Regions from separate parts of the Mus musculus genome. Here region 2 is linked to region 1. A link is a contact called in public targeted proximity ligation data. All regions are on one chromosome and are shown on one strand. The core of a region is the stretch at or near the end of the contact, and the rest is flanking DNA. Distances in the headings are between cores, read along the strand shown. Region 1 holds the start of Aip (aryl-hydrocarbon receptor-interacting protein). Region 2 holds the start of Nrxn2 (neurexin II).

Region 1 (3,744 bases), core at 1,015-3,514:
CTTTTTGTCCACCATGTGGACTCAGGCGTCTAACTCAGATGGTCTGTTTGAGGCAAATGCCTTTATCAAGCCCTCCCTTTTCTGTTCCCTCTGCCCTTCTCTTTAATATTTATGTGTATGAGTGTTTTGCCTGCATGCATGCCAGTGCCTGGGTCCTGTAGAGGTCAGAAGATCCCCTGGAACTGGAGTTACAGATAATTGTGAGTGGCCAAGTGGGGGCTGGGGACCAAACCCCAGTTGTCTGGAACAGCAACACTCTATACCATGGAGCCATCCTTCAACCCTGTCTCAAGGACTTTCCCCATTGAGTTGTCTCATTGAGGAATAAGTCGATCTCAAGTATTCCAGTCTTACATTGTTGGGAGAAATCCTACTTGCTCTTTAGTCTGTCTTTCTCATCTTGCATTTTTTTTTTTTTTGCCTGTATGAAACAAAATTTGTTCTTGAAGTAGAATACAGATAACATTACCTGGCCTTCCTCACAGTTTCAAACTGCACAGTTCAGTTATGAATTCATAGTATTGTGTGGCCAGTCAGTCTGTAGAGCTTTGTAATGTTGTAAAATAGAAACTCAGTCCTTCCTTAAAAAACAACTTCCCCATTCCCACTGCACCGTTCTACTTTCTGTCTCTGAGCTGTCTATGTAGACACTTCAGTAAGTGTGATCATACAGTATTATTTTTCAATGTGCATGTTTGCCTGCATGTATGTTTGTGCATTACAGATATGCCTGGTGCCCACAGAGGCCACAAGAACACGTATTGTCTTCTGGAACTGGACTCACAGAAGGTTATGAATTGCTATGTGGGTGTGGAGAATGGAACTTACATTCTCTAAAGAAGTACAGTGCTCTTAACTGCTGAGTCATCACTCCAGGCCATACGCTATTTTTTTCGTGACTGATATTTCACTGAGAATACTGATAGGATTATGTAGTGTATTAAATTAGCTTAATTTGTGTGTGTGTGTATGCTAGAGAAAGAACCCAGGACCTCTCAAATGCTAGGCAAATGTTCCAACACTGAGCTACACTCTCAGTCCCTAGCTTAACATTTTATTTATTATTATTGTTGTTGTTATTGTTGTTATCATTAGTTTTTCAAGACAGGGTTTCTCTTGCTGTCTTGGAACTCCCTCTGTAGGCCAATCTGAACTTGAACTCAGAGATCCACCTGCCTTTGCCTCCCAAGTGCTGGGGTTAAAGGCGTGTACCACAACAACCTGGATAATATGTTATTATTTTTATCTATCTACATCTTTCATGCTCTGGTGTATACTTATCAGCCATATCGGTCAGCTTTCCTTCTGTTGTACTTTCTGCAAGATGAGTACAGCAGACTACTTAGCTCGCCTGTAAGCTCTCTGTGTTGATAGAAAACAAACCCAAGCATGTTTCCTCTTCCCTTCAGAAAGTCCCCTCTCTGAGGACTTTTTTTTTTTAAGATTTATTTATTTATTTATTATATAAGTACACTGTAGCTATCTTCAGACACACCAGAAGTGGGCATCAGATCTCATTACAGATGGTTGTGAGCCACCATGTGGTTGCTGGGATTTGAACTCATGATCTCTGGAAGAGCAGTCAGTGCCCTTAACTGCTGAGCCATCTCTCCAGCCCCTCAAGACTTTTTGCTGGAAAGTGAAGCAGTCAGAGTATGTGACTTGGGGCTCAGGGGAAAGAAAATAATCTTCCTGGTTATGATATAAGGGATGAAGACACTACAGAGAAGTATGTGTCACCACACCGGGTTTCCTTCCTTTTTTTTCTTAAGACAAGTGAATCTAGAGTCCAGAATCTAGATGTTATAACTTATGCTAAAGTATGCAAAATAAAAGGGCCAAAGGGGCCGGGCGGTGGTGGCGCACGCCTTTAATCCCAGCACTTGGGAGGCAGAGGCAGGCGGATTTCTGAGTTTGAGGCCAGCCTGGTCTACAAAGTGAGTTCCAGGACAGCCAGGGCTACACAGAGAAACCCTGCCTCTAAAAAACAAAACAAAGCAAAACAAAAAAGGCCCAAAGGGAATACACAGGTGAAGCGGTGTTTTTCGTTTTTCATTTTTCTAACTGAAGTGCCGATAATAGGGCATCTACAACTTAAATGGAGTGGCACACAGCTAGGAGAGCTGCAACCCCTATAAAGCCAACTAAGCACAACTGGCAGGGGAGGGACAACCAAAGGCCCGCCCCTAAGCAGGCTCAGGCTCCGCCCCCAGTGCCGCGTTAAAGCCGTAGCATTAGGAACCAATCACGGCTCTTTTCTTCATTCCCTCCCTTTTTTGGCTTCTGCCCTCAGTCAAAATGGCGCTTGCTCAGAAGCTGCCGAGGCGCTAGGAGTTGCCGAAACAGGTCCGGAAGCTACCGAGCGAGTCCGGAAGTTGCCGAAAGGGAGCAGCGGGGAAGGAGGATGGCGGATCTCATCGCAAGACTTCGAGAGGACGGGATCCAAAAGCGTGTGATACAGGAGGGCCGAGGAGAGTTGCCGGACTTTCAGGATGGCACTAAGGTTTGTGTCCATCCTCTCCCCACTTTCCCAGCGTCTCTTCTGAAGCGCGGTGCGCATGCGAGGCGGGAGGAGGCCGTAGGTGAGAGGTTGCGCATGCCCAGAGAGCAGCTGCCAGTCAGGCTACCTCTCACATGCCGAGCTCGACGCTGATTGGTCTGGATTTAAGTGGGAGTTAATTCAGATATGTCTACTCCGCCCCTTGGCTTTGCTTTAGGACTGCATTGGACAGGGGTGGGTGTCAGTCATCTCAAAATGGTTTGGTGTGGGTGTGACCTCAGTGCTGATACCCGTACCTGAAGGTTCAAAGCTCATGCAGTTTTGAGTAAAGGGGCCTTCTGAAACCATCTAGGACAATTCTCATTGTTTACATAGGGAAACTGAGGTCCTGGAACTAAAAAAAACACAGAGTCCCAGAGATCCAGTTTTCCAGACCAAACTCCTATGTCAGCGTTCTGATAGATGGTAGCATTGCTTTTATATCTGGGCACCAAGTTCAGGTGCCCCTCCCTAAGGCACTCCATACCTCTAGGTTCCCCTGCTTTGTTGCTGTAGATCTCTAATCACAGTTGTGGAGCTGATACCAGTGAAGCCAAAAGCAAGAATTCTGTGAATGAATGTATGCCCTCTGGCCAGTGGTGTTAAGCCAGCAGGCAGAGAGTCTAGTCTGATGTGGTGAGGGGTAAATGCTGAGAGCAGAGGGCAGGCATGTGGTGGTAGTGATCAGCTGTGCTTGAAAAGGGGATCTACAAGCTGGGCCTGGTGGCCCATGCCTACAGTCTCAGCCGCTGGTGAAGCTGGGCTACAGCATGAGTTCAAGGCCAGCTCAGGACACTCAATGAGACCCTGTCTTAAAATTAGAGAGATGGAGATAGAGAACAGGCTTTGGAAGGAGCCTGGCAAGAGGGATGCTAGATGGAAAAGCTTAGGATAAACTAATATAAGACTAATCTGTGAGCAGGGGCACGTGGTAAATAGAAGCAGGCAGGATTAAACAATCACTGGGGCTCAGGAGGGGGGACCGTCTTCTGCTGGTGAGGTGGCTTAGTGGATAGAGTGCTTGCTGCCAACCTGATGGCCTGGGTCAGATCCCCAGGACCCAGATGGTAGAAGGAGAGAAGTGACTTCTGCAGGTTGTCCTCTGACCTCATACAAGCATGATGTCACATGTGAGCCCCCAAATACAGAAATAAGTGTAACACCACCAGGGTTAAGGATGGGGCTTAGTGGTAGAGTCTAGGATG
Region 2 (3,664 bases), core at 869-3,368, 2.3 Mb before region 1:
TTCTATGCGTGCTGTGTGCTCAAGTAGGGCTCCTGGAGGAGGTCCCTGAGGCAGGCAGGAGGTGGCAGTGTCTCTGGGCGGGGAGCGTGGGCGGTTTGCTGCCAAGGAGTTGTATTGTATACGCAGGTGTGTGCGCCTTGTGTAGGTGTGTGTCTGGGCGAGTGCCACCAAGTGTGTGGATCAGTGTCGGGATGTCTGTGTCACTGGCAAGGGTAGACAGAACAGAACAGAAAAGACGGAGCCTGGAGAGACACGGAGGTCCCCGGTGGCTATTCTAGAGCCCTGTCCCTTCCTCTCAGGAGCAGCTGTCATGTGGATTCAGCCAAGGAGCAGCTTCTCAGCAGGCACTGCCAGCTGATCGGTCCCGCCCACCCCTGTGCTGCTGAGGATGGACAGAGTCTGAGCACACTTCCCTTAGCAAAGGTAAGGGGCCTCCCAGACACAGACCCTACTCCCTGAGGCTACAGACGAAAGTTGCTCTGGCTCTGACATATCCATCCCTGAGCCATCCCCAGGTTTGGGGTAGCAAGCTGGGACCTGAGTAGCTGAAGCACCTACAAAGCCGGAGGCCCTCCATGTAGTTAACTGACTAGCCGACCTCCCCTCCTCTCTTTTTCCTTCCTGCTCCCTTCTCTCTCTTTTTCTAGCAGAAGACAGAGGATGTAAAGCTCTCCCCCAGAAGGAACGCCCAGACACTGAGAAGGTGGACGAGAGGGAGGGGCAGGAATGACTAGAAGGTCCTTGTCTACCCCACCCACCCACAATATGTGCAAAGAACGAGGGTGTTTGAAAGCCGGAAGTAGTCAAGGGGGCTGGAGACCCAAGACCCACCCCCTCAGATTTTCTTGAGCACTGTGGAGCTGGGCACCCTTTCGCTGTGGAGCACCAAGGAACTACCCCTCCCATCCCTGCCGGTTCATTAAGGCCCTGGATGCCTCAAGAGGGGGTGACGGCAAAGGCAACTGGAACAGCCCAATAACCCCCACAAATCCAATTTCACCTCCAGGAGCCCACCCAGGGTCCTTGTGGTCATACCCCCATCCCAAAGAACCCAGGCAGACTGCTCCTCCCTCTGGGGGAGAAGGCTGGAGCATGAGAAATGGTTCCCACCTCTTTGAGGTGGAGGGATAAGCCCAGGGCTCAGAAGACTCCTCTACCCTTCCAGTACTCTGTGACCAGAGCCCCACCGCTGCCCTCAAGTATATTCTCAGCCAAGCAGAGCCTCCTTCGACCGGTTTCCCTCTCTGTCACCCCCCAGCTCTCCCCAGCAAGCTTCTCTCCTCTCCCTCAGGCCCCCCATCTTGTCCAGCTCTTCCCCGTCACAGACTCATCTATGCCTAGAGCATCCTGGCATCTTCCCCTCTGCTCCCTCCTGATAACCTCCTCTCCCCTTGGCTCCCATCCCCCAGTAGTCTTTTCTTCAGTGGTTGCCCCCAGACCTCCCTCTCCACTTCCCAAACCTCTCTCCAGCCTGCCTCCTCTCCCACTAAGACCAGTGTTTCTCCCCTGCAGACCCTTCAGACCACAACAGCTCGCAGCTTCTCTGGTCCATCACTGCTTCCAGCTGCCAGGACCAGCATAGACTGGGACCTCCCCCCACCCCTATTTCAGAGCCCTTCTCACAGCCCTATGGATGCCCCTCCTTCAGACCCCCTTCCCCCATCGACCCTCCCTCACCACCTTGCATTCGCCCCAGCTCAGGGCCAATGCCCCTTCCACAGGGAGTCCCCCAACCTCCCCCAGCGGCTTCGCCTCCTCGCTGTCACCCAGCCAGCCCTCTCTGCTCGGCGCCCCCGCCCCCCAATCCGTCCTTTCTGCATCCGCCGCCCCCTCCGACCCGCTCCCCTCCCCCGATTGGCTCCCGCCCCCCACCCGTCTCCGCCGCAGCCCCCCCCCCATACCTGGTTTTGGGGGCGCCAGGAGCTGAAGGGTAGGGATCCGAGCCTAGAGACCGCTGGGTCTACGGCAGGTAACAGATCCTGGGCCAGCGATATCGGCTGCCTCGCGCCTCCTGGTCCCCGCCGCGTCCCCGCCCGCCCCGCCGCGGTGCCGCTCCGAGGAGGATGCTCTGAGAGTCAGGGCGGCTGCTCCCGCCGCCGCATCCCTGCAACACCGACTGACGGCAGCATCAGCACCAGGACCCGCCCCCCAAGCACACGCATTGGGCCACGCAACACTGACGGACGAGTGGCACAGCCAATGCGAAGATGCAGAAGCCGCCAGTCCCGCGGCTCCATGACCCGCCTCCCTCCTCCGCGAGGACCCAGGCGTCCCGGCCCCAGGGCATCCGAGCCCTTTCCCACCTCTCTGGACCTTTGCCCGGACGTCCAGGCCTCTTAACCCAGCAGGTGCTCTCCCCAGGCTCGGGGTCTTGGGAATCCAGGTACCCTAGCCCCTTCTACCTTTGGTTGGGTTGTTGGATCCCACACCCACCCGCCCCTGCCGGCGGGTCCCGAAGATAGTGCCCAGGGCTGGGACAAACCAAAGGAGAGGACTGAACCCCGACTTGAGGCACCGAGAGAGCAGGACCCGAGCAGGGCCTTGGCCACAGCGCCCTCTGCTGGCTGAGTCTGGGGGGGCTGGCCTGGGCTACCCGGAGCCAAGGAAGCCTCTCCCACCCCAGGACTGCTAGTGGCTTTTCCAGTCGCTCGCAGAGACCCTACCAATCACTGTCTCTGTATCCTCTAGCTGGAAGCCTCCGGAACTGAAGAGCTAGGGGCTTTTCTGAGATAAGGACGAAGCTTGGAGGTTGGCAAGATTCTAAGCTAGAGACAGTGGGGTTTCCCAGCCCAGACTCATGGGAATCCCAGAGTTTGGAACCAGCTTTCCACCCCTGTGGAAGGCTTTTCTGGGGTAGGAAAAGGCTAGTGGTGGGGTGGAAGCTACCCACTCCCTGTTACTGAATACAAATCTAGTAGAATCTTCCCTTCGAGCTCCTACCCTTAGCTGTGAGTTTCAGAGTGTGGTCCTGGCGTGCAAGTCTTCTGCAGTAAGAATGTCTGCATCGCCGTGTTTGTGTCAGAGTGTGAGGAAGGAACACCCCTCTTCATTTACTCCACCGAGAAAAGGTAGATCCAGCGCCTAGGTGTGTATACCATTACCTAAGTTGGACACAAGGCTTCTCAATGAGACAGTGTGCCGGCGTGGGTGTGGCCGTGGGTGTGTGGCAGACCATTTTGCCAGTTCTCTCCAGGCCCCTGATTTCTGTTACAGGGCCTGTGATCTGCACAGCTGGTAGCAGTTGGCATTTCCTTAGCCAGAGGCAATATGCAAGAACACACGTCCAACCACTAATGTATGCAGATACACATGGGGGCACACAGCCATGCACACCTATTCATGTGTGCCCAGCGTTTCCAAGAAACACAAAGGGACACTGCAGAGATGCCCCACCATGGTAAGTCACCACGGGGGGTGGGGGGACACACTCGATCCATAACCTGCATACTTGTGCATACACAGGTACCTGCACACTCAAGGGCAAACACACACCCAAGTGACTCACAGGGGACCTGCCCATGGAGTCTCCCTGGTCGTCGGTAGGTACTTTGCAGAGCAGTCAATTCCTGAGTTAATGAATGTGGACACTCCCCCCACCGCTCCTTAGAGAGGACCTCCTTTGATAGCCTGGAAGGAGGATAGGAGAAGACCTAGCTGCAATGGG

The links.
Region 2: a targeted proximity ligation map of astrocytes shows a contact between it and region 1, with 4 times the contacts expected there. A contact is called at or near these places in 1 of 39 promoter capture datasets (embryonic stem cells) and 1 of 130 datasets of targeted methods (astrocytes).

Annotation. Positions count from the first base shown.
Region 1 is chr19:4,120,095-4,123,838 of GRCm38.p6, reverse strand. Aip (aryl-hydrocarbon receptor-interacting protein) reads left to right here and starts at 2,264. Exons shown (of 6, transcript NM_001276284.1): 1 at 2,264-2,503. The coding sequence starts at 2,405.
Region 2 is chr19:6,417,210-6,420,873 of GRCm38.p6, reverse strand. Nrxn2 (neurexin II) reads right to left here and starts at 2,118. Exons shown (of 23, transcript NM_001205234.2): 1 at 1,902-2,118. Gm14965 (a long non-coding RNA gene) reads left to right here and starts at 2,112. Exons shown (of 3, transcript XR_879495.2): 1 at 2,112-2,383; 2 at 3,214-3,397.